Linked DNA regions of Mus musculus: region 2 is linked to region 1. A link is a contact called in public promoter capture Hi-C data. All regions are on one chromosome and are shown on one strand. Each heading gives the region's core, a stretch centred on a gene start, on an enhancer-like site or on the middle of the called end of the contact. The rest is flanking DNA. Distances are from core to core; before and after follow the strand shown.

Region 1 (5,730 bases), core at 541-3,040:
AGGGGGGCAGAAGAGGAGCTCCAGCTAGTCCCACTTGGCTTCATGGGTGGCAGGATTGGTGGTGGTTGTGGCAGGGAGCACCGAGAGGCCTTCTATGGGAGATTAGACAGTGGCTCTGTAGGCAAAGGCCTTCTCCATGGCTCCCCATGTCTGAAGAGACCAAACCATTTATTGTCATGGTGGAAAGTAAATGTGTAAAACCATACCCCACTTCTCAGGGCAGGCCTGAGATTAAATACCTTTTGCAGGGAGGAGCATCTGGGAAGGGAATCTTACTGGCCATGCCCTCTGGGCCTCTAGGTATTTCATTAGCATGGAGATCTCTGCCTTGAGCCTAAGTGGCCACAGATCACATCTCTTTTCCTATTAAATTGGTCTGAGATGTTAAGGATGCCTCATCTACATGTGGAAGGGCTTGGGGCATTGCCCCCAAGTGACTGATGGCCACAAATCTATGGGGGTGAGGAGGGAGGCTGAGGCTGGTGACAGGGGCCTGGTGCCTGGGAACAGGCAAAACTCCTTAGATCCCTTCAGGGTCTCTGGGGCTTCAAACTTTTAGCTCGACCAAGGAACAGGCTCACAGTCCATGGCCCCACAGTAGAGCACTGACCTAACACAAGCAAGGCCCTACAACTCCCTCCAGCACAGGCTTTTGGGGGTTGTGATAGCAAGAAGGCAGGTAAACAGGCAGTGAGTGACATTTATATCTCTACGCTGGCTAGGATTCCCTACAATCCCTTCTGAAGCTCCACGGTCTTACCTGAGACACAGACACAGAAATAGGGGCATCTCAAAATCAAGTGACTTGCCTAAGAACACACTTTATTTCCTGTGAGTGGAAGAGCCGGGGACTTTGAGAGTTAGGGGACAGTGACAAGAGTCCCTTGTGGGCTTTGTAGGTCTCTGATGACCTAATGGTGACTGAGTAAGTGTTTCCCTTAGGTTCTGAGCCAGAAGTTGTACTGAATGCACCTTAAAGCCAAGTGTGCCTGACTTTTCAGATGGGGACGGGGGTGGGGGTCATTGTTCAGATAACAGAGACTTTTGAATTGGTTTCCAGGAAGTGGATATGCATTGGGGAGCCTGGCATCATCCTGTTTCTGTGGGATGACCACACAGCCCCCAAACCTCACCTGAGTGTGTGACACAAAGCTGGAGGAAAAGCCCCAACACTGTCCTCAGGAACTAGGAACAATGGCTTGCGGATTTACAATTGGAAACCTGCTTTAATTTGGCTGTGTGATCCTCAGGCCAGAGTGGCCACCAAACCAGTAGTTACCTCTTATATCAGCCCACTGCACAGTGAGTCTCCACTCCCTTAGCAAGCTTCTGGGCTGTGATAGGGAAATATTGTCACTGTGTATGCTCTGAAAAGTGTCTCGTGGCTCCTCAGTGAGTTGAAGAATTGACATCAGGGAAGTAAGGCGCTTGTTAGAAACTCAAGTGGCCAGGGCTGGACCCAGCGACCCCACCCTGCCTGCACAGAAGCAGAGGCCTTGCCAAGTGCTTTCCTCTCTTGATTTGGCTTAGTTTCCAAACACGGGTCAAACGGTCCCTCTCCAGAGCAGCAGCAGCAGCAGGAAACATTATTAAAAGTGAGCCGTTAGCGGGCATCGGGTGTGGATGAGGTCTGTGGAGTTTTGGCTGCCAAATAAAGACTTTATTGTTGTCATCTCTCCTTTCCCAAGCTCCCTCCCTCTCTCCTCTGCTCCCTCCTCCTCCCTGCCCTCCCCCCTCTGATCTGCCCCTCCCTCCCCAAACTAACCTCCCCACCCCAATAGGATCTGGTAGAAGAAAAGTCAGGCAGACACACGCAGACACGCACCAACTGGGAGACCAGAACTTCTAGCTGGCTCTCTGCTGCCACAGCTCCAGCAAAGGGTGGGGAGGAACAGAAGAGTGCCCCAGAGTCCAGAGGAGAGGCAGGTGTGTGCAGGTAAGTTCAGGCAGTGGGGGAGAAGACTAGAAGGCTCCTTCCTCCAGGGGTTCTCTCTAGCTCTGTCCAATCTTTCTTTCCTCCCTCCTGGCCTTCTTCCTTCTCATTTTTCCTCTCTAAAGAGTTCAGATGTAGCCTTCCTCATTTCCTGATGACACTCTCTTGTCTCTCCAACATCCTGCATCCTAGCGTTTGCTTGCTGCTGAAGTTAAACTTTCTAAGTGCAGATGTTTGTGGAGCACACAGAGCTGTGTCGCACACAGAATTTGAACAGAGCAGGTGTTGCCATGGGAACTGGACACTAGAACCGAATTCTCTACACCTTTCATGTATTACCATGCACTGCAGAAGACAGACAGAAAGATAGACAGACAGACACACACACACACACACACACACACACACACACACACACACACTGGGTTTTGTCTCTTACTCTCTCACGTGCCTCCTCAACTGCCTGACCAGAGACAGCGTTTTCCTTCTGAGATGACAGAGCCAAAAGACAATCACGCCTTGGCTGGTCAGGGAGGATATGAACAATCAAGTGATTTTTTTTGAAAATTTCTTTCTTTTGAACTTAATCAGGCAGAAGGGAGAGAAAAGTGGCCCTCCAGCCTACACAGTATCCTCTCAGCAGCCCGAATTCCTGTCTCCCTCCCCAAACCACTTGGCTCTTACAAAAAGAAGTCAAGCTTGCCTGCAAGCCTTGGAGGCCCTAACTCCTGAGTTAACAGTTCCACACACACACACACACACACACACACACACACACACACACTACATAGTCAGAAACACTCTTCTCTCTGAAGTTATTCTGAGATTATCCTGACCAGTCAGCTGGTAAGGGGGCTTGAAGTAGAGGAAGCAGGGAGGGGAACCTGGGAGTCTTATTTGCACAGCTCCCCCCTCTCCTGCAATAGAGGGGCCCCATGGCAGTAAGAAGGGGGGCACTACTTGATCCTCAGAGGGCCCTGAGCAGTAGGCAGGGAATATGGAAGCTTTAGTAAAACAGGGACAGACACTCATTACAGACCCATCAAACAGAACCCAAGAGGTCCAGAGCTGTGTTAATACATCCTGAGACTCCCCTAACTCCCTTGGGATTCACATAAAGGGCTATGTGGTGTCCTCAAAAAGGAGCCCCTGCAGTCTTGACAGTGAGGGCTGAGAGCCACTGCAGGAGGGAACAAGGCACTCTCTTGTGATTACTAACATCATCCATACTAGGCAACCATACTTCGGGGGAACATTCTACAAAGAACATTCTACCTTAGTCTATCTCCTCTTACCTGCTAAGCTACCTGTCCCAGGTACCCAAGAGCTAGTACTAGCTGTCAACCATCCCTTCTAGATTCTCTCTCCCCGTACCCCACAGGTCTGTCCCATTTGACTCTCTCAGAGGACAGACGAGTTGATAATGTCCCTTATCCACCCTCACCTTCCTTGAGGAGAGCACCTCAAGGCTAGAAGGAACAACAACAGCAACAACAACAACCACAACCACAACCACAAAGACAAGGAGAAGCCCTAGATCTCAGAAGAAGCCACAACCAGCTGAAAAGAGAGATTTCCATTTGCCAGCCAGTGTCCCCACCTCTGCAGAAAGCGGAGAGCTGGGTTAGTAAGTCAGGATGGAGACACACAGCGGGCTTTGCACGGGTGTCTGGGGAGTTCCAATCAGTTGACACTGAATGTCCAATGTAGTCTTCTGAGCCACACAGGGAATGAAGTTTCTCTGAGTACCTACACTGTAAGAAGGACCCCTTCTTCTCCAGCAGTAGGGAAATGAAGGATGTTAACCAAGCAGTCTGATGGTGGGGGGAAAACCATTACTTCAGAGTGGTACCAACAACCACTGGATACACACTGAGCAATCACTTTGCACATCAACTATTTTAACCCTTCCAGCATCCAGACTGGGGCTGCAGCTAGGTGGTAGAATGCTTGTATAATATGCACAGAACCCTGGTTTTAGCACCTCCAAAATAAACTTGGTCAGCAAGCCTGTTTTTTAGATGTGGAGACTGAGGCTTGTGTAGTAGTCCCGAGCTAACACAAGTTGCAGGGTGGGATCTGTCTCTATAGCCATATTCAGCATCACAGGGATTCTTCTTGGCTTTCATCAAGGATTAAAGGTGGTAGGGAGAGAGGCAGAAAGGTGGATAAAGAGGGCAGTGAGTTTTCAGAGATCACCTGACTGTCCATCTGATTTCTTCCCCATTCCCCTGAATGGGAAGCCTGTTCTTTCAGACTCCTTCCCTAAAACCATACAACCTCCATTCTGTTTACATTCTTCCTGTTCAAACCGGAATATGGTGTTTACTCTGCAAAAGTGTTAAACTTGGCTTTAGCACTTTTTGACCTACACTGCATTTTAAAGTTGCTTGTGCCACTAACATCCGACAACTAGGAGAGCTTTGCCCAACCCCAGTTCATGCTGTGCATTTTGAAGAACCCCTCACCCTGGGCTTTATTGGCCCACAGCACCTCAGCCTTACGCTGGAGGAGTCCAAACATTGACAGTCCCTGGGCTCTTACAACACATAAACAGGACAGGTGGGAAAGAGGACTTCCGCACTTTAAATTCAGGGAGCCTCTCCCAGAACCTGCTCTTCTGTAAACACATTGTCCCTGCCATTTCCAGAGTCTTGTTTCTGGATCGTGCCTTCAGATGTGTGAGCTCATCCCATCCTCATACAGATGTCAATCCTGGGGCCCAAGGGGAGAGAGAGGCAGAGGCAGGATTCAAGCCCAGATCCACGCTGTCAGAACCGAAATTTGAATTGTAAACTCTTTTAAGAAAGACTTCTAAATACAGAGCATGAACTGGGTTTGGGTAAAGCCAGCAGCTTTCTGAGAGATGTAGTCTTTCTGAGGGGCGTAGTCAACGAGTACTCATTGATTGACGGTGAACAGGGCCCAATAGGGATCCAAATTAAATGGGAGGCGGGGAGGTATGTTTTCAGAAGCATAAGAGATCTTAAGCACAGACACCCCCACCCACCCGGAGGGAGCTAATGATGTGGAAGGCAAGAGCTCAGGGCCCTGCCTCTGGTCTTTGTTGATGAGACTACAACCCCTCTGGGGTAGGGCTATCTCCAGTTTGCCTCAGCGCCTCTTATTAGAGCTCTGAGGCAGGGGAGCATGGCTAGAGAGAATGGCCATGCAGTGAGTACTTCCCAGAAGCCCAGGACCGCCTGGCTCGGCAGGAAGAGGGATGTGCCTGTGAGAATGGCCTTGGCAATGAGCAGTTCCCTGTGCACTCTGCACACAGATCTCTGGTTCCGCCCGGGGCTGGGAGAGGAGAGGGTTGAGCCTCATCGCCTAGTGAAAGTCTCCCACTTCAGATTCAGGGAGGAAGAAGGAGGCCTGGGGACCCCATGTCTGAGACAGGCAGGTAGTACTTCCCACTGGGTAGCCATGGCAGCGGGGGCAGGGCTGCCCAACACACGGACAACAGAGACCCACCCCTTCCCCAGCATCAGAGCCCAGCTGCCGGGGCTGTCTGTCTCCAGGGAAGGCTCTGCTGGATGTCCCGGAAAGCTTTGTTTGGCTAACTTAGTGTCCATTACTTCACCTTGGAAGTGCTTTTGGCACCAAGGGCAACAAAGCAAACCTGGGAAATTTCTGTCGAACCTAATTTTGGCCTTAGGGCAAGGTTTCTCATAGCAGGGCAGGCAGGGGTGGCGTAATTTTGCCTACAAGCTTTTGGAAAATTTATAAGCAAAGAGATTCCAAAAGAACAACAAGAAGAGAATAAAAACAAATCAGTTTTGCAAAGACTGGTGCTT
Region 2 (5,655 bases), core at 1,028-3,527, 140 kb before region 1:
GAGGCTGGAGGTGAACAGATGAAAATCCCTCCAAGGAGTCTTTCTGGATGGTTGCTCTTGTCCTGGCACTGTGAAAGCTAGTGCCCAAGAGGATCGACCCTGTGTGTGTGTGTGTGTGTGTGTCTGTGTGTGTGTCTGTGTGTGTGTGTGTCTGTGTGTCTGTGTGTGTGTGTGTGTGTCTGTGTGTCTGTGTGTGTGTGTGTGTCTGTGTGTGGTGTCGGGTGGGGGTAGGGCAGGGGGCAGCATCACTTGTGTAGTTCAGCTGTCAGTTCTGGGCAGCTGGTGGATACCAAGAACAGTGCGATTAAGCACTGGGCCCCTCCCCCAGCTCTATACCCCTAAACCTTTCTTCTCCTTGGCAGAGGCAAGCTCCCTTGCCAGCTGCCCTCTCCTCCAGGTGTTTCCTGTACCCTCTCTATTTGCTGGCTGGAGCGAGGAGGGATTCAGTTCTGGTTTCTCCTTAGCCAATGGCAGCCGGCCGTGGGAGGTCCGTGCTCCTGTATCTGAGGAGAATAGACCACAAACAGCAGCTGCCTCTTGACACCTGACTTTTAAGAGAGTGTGTAAACAGTGATGGATAAGGAGGGAGGGCAGGGCAGGGCTGCCGGTGAGTCACGAGGAAGGGAGCATTCACATCTCTGATCCCAATTCCCCTTTGGAGGGAAATGAGGGCTCAGGGCTTAAAGTGAGGGCAAATCTCCCCCACCCCACCCCTGCAAGGAAGGACCTTGACCATTATTAATTCAAATCCCAGTGTAAGAACCTCAGATCATACCAGGTCACCCACTTCACCCCCCAGCCATGAGACAGATGGAATTGTCTGCAGGAGATCCTGGGAAAGTCTCAGTATCCATATCTCATGCTTTGAAACACCTAAATGCCTCTTACTTTGATTCTAACCCTTATATCCCAGCCACAGGCAGCTTGGGGCAAACCTGAGAAGTTTGAGGTCTCTCCCTAGCCGCTCACCCAGGTAGGCAGGGTAGTGATTTTGGTCTCATTTTCTTCATCTGAGTTGAAATGAATACATCTCTGCATGATAGTTTCATTTCTCTCTCTTCTGCTGCCGGGCTGTTAACTCTAAGAGGTCAGGGCTGTGGGATTGGATCCTGTGTTGTGTTTGTAATGTTTGCAATGGGCCTGGCACATAGTAGGACTTCAGCAATGCTGTAAATGGATGCATGAGAGTGTTACTGCCTTTCTCCTTTGCTGGGGTTAAGTTTGTGACGGCTGACAAAACCCATAATAAAGCATGACATTAGTGGGATGTACCTCATTTCATTAAACCCTCAGGGCAGCTCCGTGGGGTTGACATTATTAGGCTATCAGTCAGAAAACAGAGGCTCAGGTTAAGCAAACTGTCCACAGACACACTGTTAGCAAATGGCAGGAAACTCAAATATAGGACTGCCTAAATAAACAGAAGCAGCAGCGGTGGAGGAGGAGGAAGAGGAGGAAGAGGAGGAGGAGGAGGAGTAGGAGGAGGAGGAGGAAGAGGAGGAGGAGGAGGAGGAAAGAAGAGGCAGAAAGCAAGAGGGTAAAGAGATTATGAGGAAGCATCATTATCATCATTATTACTATCAAAGCCATGCTGAATCCAGCCTTTTTCCCATCTCTCCCTGCTGCCATTAGCCTTCTGGTCTGAAAGGCAGGGAATTTATACCACATCACAATTTACTCTCTGCAGGTAGTAGAAAAGGTGACCAGTCTGGAATCCAGTCCTTACGCATCTCTTATGCCCAGGCTTAGACCGCTTGCTTCTTCTCAGACCATTGTGACCATTTCTATAGTGGTTTTTATCTTGGTGGTAGCGGTGGTGATTGAACCCAGGGCCTCTTGAAAGCTAATGGAGCTCTCTACTACTCATCTATATTTCCCTACACTTTGTGTGTGTGTGAATCCTGCTATTTTTGCAGTCTTTCTCTTTCTTTGTTTCTTTCTTTTCTTTTTTGAATCATGGTCTCTGTAGTTCAGGCTTGCCTCAAACTTGCAGTGGTTCTCCTGCCTCTGGGGTGCTGGAGTTCTTGGCATGTGCCACCATGCCCGACTTTGCCTTTGGCAGTGGTAGCTTGCATCTGTGTGTGTGAGTGAGTGTGCTTGTGTGTGTGGTGTGCACATGTTCTCTATAGTGTTGTCTTTGTTTATCTGTCATAGTTGAACCTGAACGGAAGGGTTATGAGATCAGCTCTGAGATTACTCACCCTTCACAGTGTCTGTACTAAACACGGAGCAGAACAGGAAGTTGGGACAAGGGCTGTTGGCTGTAGGGAACAGCCTATTGGTCCTAGGCATGCACTAGAGTCTCCGTTGCCCTTTGACTCATTCCAGTCAGAAAACTCCTAGTCCAATACAGACCAACCAGCTGGATGGATTGATTGCTTCATCTCAGCACAGAGTTCCAGCCCCTGACTTCCCAGCCCTAATGCAAAACACAGAAACTCCTGTGTTGGTTGTGACCCACTTCCTCTCCTACCAGTCCAGCTCAGGGTGGAGGCTCAGGGCTTAGTGGCTTCTCTTGTTTTTACAAAAGGCAAATCACTTCCCTGTCACAGCTACTGCTTGGTCAATAGGCTTTCCTGTTGGCACCACCCAGGGGGAAAAAATGGAGCACTGATTATGTCCTAATACAATAGGACAGTATTCAAAGATACCCAGAAGGCTTCAACAGGCTGTAAACACACTTGTTAAGATCACAGTGCTATGTGAATTTGAGGGTTGATGAGGGTTACTGTCAGCCTCAGAGTCCAGGGGCCATACAGGGCTACACACAGCTGGGTGCACATGACAGCTTGAAAGACCATATATAAGGTTTCAACTTTCAGTCCTTTATCTGGCAGGCAGAGTGTCACTGGATGGGAGCCTCTTATGTGCAGAAATGGACTTTTGCACAGAGTTTGGGTTTGGCCAAGGGGCAGGGGACAAGGGTTTGGTCCTCAGGATGTCACCAGTCAGCAGGAGATGGCAGGGTAATTACACATAAAAGTACTGTACCCAAGGTGCTGACTCTTCAGGATTAAATGCAAACTAAGGGAATAACACAGATCAATGCATTCTATCCAAATGCCACCATCATTGCTGGGCAAGGGGATGATCAGACATGGGTGAGGTGAGCCTGAGCAAGGGCTGGGAAAGAGATGTCTTGAGAAGTACTGTTGCAGGAGGACACATCTTTACTGACTTACTGCTGAAGGCTAGAAAGGCAGACCAGCCGGAGTATGTGCACCTTGGCCAAAGTGAACAATAGGTGTGGTTAGGGTGGGCAGAAGAGCAAGACAAAGTGGTAACACAGAGGTGAGCTTTGATGGCAGTTGGCATGGTTCCCTGGTGCTCCCTCAGCATTGACCCCTCCCCCATCTGGCTCAGTCCCTCTGCAGAGAGGGCATAGAGGGTACTCAGGCCAGAGCCCAAGGGTATCAGGATGATAACTCGGGCACACTTAGGCCATGAAACAGTTTCATCTCTTCATCCTCACAATTAATGGTCTAGTTTTGGAATGGGAGTTGGGGGATGGAATCTAGAGTTGCACACATGTTTGGCCAGATATCCACCATGATAGACTGATGTTTGAAGGCAGACAAAGAGGAGCAATGGATCTGGGATTCTGGAACCTGGTGCAGGCTCTCTCTGTTCTCTTAGATGTCTATGTCACTTCTCTACTCTGCTGTCTCAGTCACTTAACAAAACTAAAGTGCCATTCCTGCTCCGGGATAGTGTGGACACAGAGAATAAACCCTTGTATTCCCACGGCCTCTCTGCTGTTTACAGAGAACTGGCTAGCACAGCAGCCCGTTTCCGCCATGCTGGGAGGTACCAGTGGTGGGTGTTGTTACTCCAATTTGCAGAGGAAATTGCAACTGAGACAGCCTCCGGATGACTGGTCGCAGCAAGCAGAGGACGAGCTGAGAAGGGAGCTTCCACTCTGGCCTACTAGCCCATTCCCAACGACTCCCTCTGTTAGTTAACCACAGAGTTCGGCTCTCCATCTGCCCCTCAGGGCTTGGATTTTCCATTTAACCTATTTCTGAAGAGGAAAAACAATGCAGGTCAAGGGATTTTCCCCTCAGTGACAGCCTGAGAACACAAAGCCCCAACGATTGCGGCTTAGTGAGCTGCCCCAGAGCGCGGTCTCTCTTCCCAGAGGCCCCGGCTCTGCTTACGGCTGGCCAGAAGCCGAGGAGGAGCGTGGGGGCAGAGCTCCCCAGAGGCGCACAGATGGGCAAGCTGGGCCCGGAGCCGGCCTTTCAGCAACCTTTTTGTTTGGCAGCCAAACAGCCAGCGTCAGCTCGCCTGCCTCTCACCTCCTGGGCCTCGCCCTTCCCCCCAACGAGGTGGGGGAAGCTGATGAGCTCCTGAGCCACCCGGCCTTCCTCCTTTATGGGGGGCGGGGGTGGGGGTGGGGAGAATGAAAGGAGGCCTGCAACTGGTGCGGGGCAACTGTTGCCATCTGTCTAGTGGGACGTCACTAGGCAGGGTCTCGCCCATTCACTCTTCACGCACCGCTGGGCCCCGGCCTTTTGTCGCTGGGCCGGGTGGCTGCGGGAGGGAGGACGGGCAGCCGGAGGAGGGACGCACGATTTCTTTGTGTCTAGACTAAACTTTCGGCTACTCACCAGAGTTATTTGCATGAGTGAGGAGGCTGACCAAGCCCCACACGGCTCAGGTGATTGACACCTCCTAGCCTCACTTTGACTTCCTAAAGTCTAAGCTCCTCCACGGAGGCTGACCAGGCTGGTCTACCCCTCTTTTCAGTCTTCCGTTCGGTCCCTGCCCGGTCCCTTTGCGAGTGCATAGTGGACCTGATGGTCTTCTCCCTACTGCCCCTCACCCCCAAACTGTGCTTGGCAGACAAGGAGGCAAAAGCAGGGGAAAAGCTCTATTAGCCATAGCCCGGCAGCTGAGCTGGGGAAAGAAAGGAGCTGAATAGAGGTGGTGGGGTTGGCAGCTCTCCAGCCCAGCTCCTGGGCTTTGAATAACACCCCAGGCCCGGGGCTGGGATCAATGGGGGGAGCTTTGGGGCATTTAATTATTTAAAGGTCTCAATAAAGGACCTAAGTCCCCGAGGGGGGGGGGGGGGGAGACAGATGGTGTGCTCCCTCCATGAGCTGGGAAAGGGGGGTGCCGGCTGGGAGGTGTGGGGGATGAGAGAGAAAGGGAGGGAAAGAAGGAGAAGGAATTGCTTGTAAAGTAGGACTGCCTGCCAAGTTCTCAGGCACTCGGTACTTCTGCCTATCACTCCTTAACTTCCAAGTTAGTGTCTGCCCTATTTTGGAAATAGACCACAAAGCTCTGAAGTTTAGGGGGACGTCTCTGGTGCTTGAAGTTGCTCTAAACTTGTTCAGTTAACTGGGCAGGACTGGACACGTGGGCCAGAAGATTGTCTTTGGACTTCTTTTTTAATTGTGGTAAAATTCACTAATATGAAACATTCCTGTTTCCTCTAGTCCTTCTTCATTCCCTCCCAACTCTGAGGGGTGCTGGACCTAGTTCCTAGGGACTTTTGCAAAAGTAGAAAATGAGTCTCTCTCTCTCTCTCTCTTTCTCTCTCTCCTGGGTTTTCCTACGTAGGACAGCCTGGCTTCAAACCTCACAGAGATCTGCTTGTTTCTGCCTCCTGGGGGCTAGGATTTAAGGCTTGTGTGCCACCACTCCCGGCTG

The links. Promoter capture Hi-C pulls out the DNA fragments that hold promoters and counts their contacts.
Region 2: a contact with region 1 is called in a promoter capture Hi-C map of liver. The contact joins the enhancer-like site here to the promoter of Prelp in region 1. A contact is called at or near these places in 3 of 39 promoter capture datasets (the HPC-7 cell line, cranial neural crest and liver), 1 of 15 datasets of contacts at CTCF or cohesin (the NIH/3T3 cell line), 9 of 484 Hi-C or Micro-C datasets (CD8 T cells, the HPC-7 cell line, the N1E-115 cell line and 4 more), 17 of 115 datasets of contacts at active chromatin or transcription factors (craniofacial prominence, differentiating embryonic stem cells, double positive thymocytes and 11 more) and 1 of 9 other capture datasets (adipose tissue).

Annotation. Positions count from the first base shown.
Region 1 is chr1:133,917,461-133,923,190 of GRCm38.p6, reverse strand. It overlaps Prelp (proline arginine-rich end leucine-rich repeat), which reads left to right and starts at 1,790. Exons shown (of 3, transcript NM_054077.4): 1 at 1,790-1,936.
Region 2 is chr1:134,062,148-134,067,802 of GRCm38.p6, reverse strand. No RefSeq gene overlaps it. Among named protein-coding and RNA genes, the nearest start is that of Gm19497, 4.0 kb to the right of the region's middle. RefSeq lists an enhancer at 1,631-5,655. Within about 2 kb of position 2,277, at least 159 of the 459 cell types and tissues checked have an H3K27ac peak or open chromatin away from gene starts, as enhancers often do. A contact at or near this core is called in CD8 T cells, the HPC-7 cell line, the N1E-115 cell line and 5 more, where this site is marked.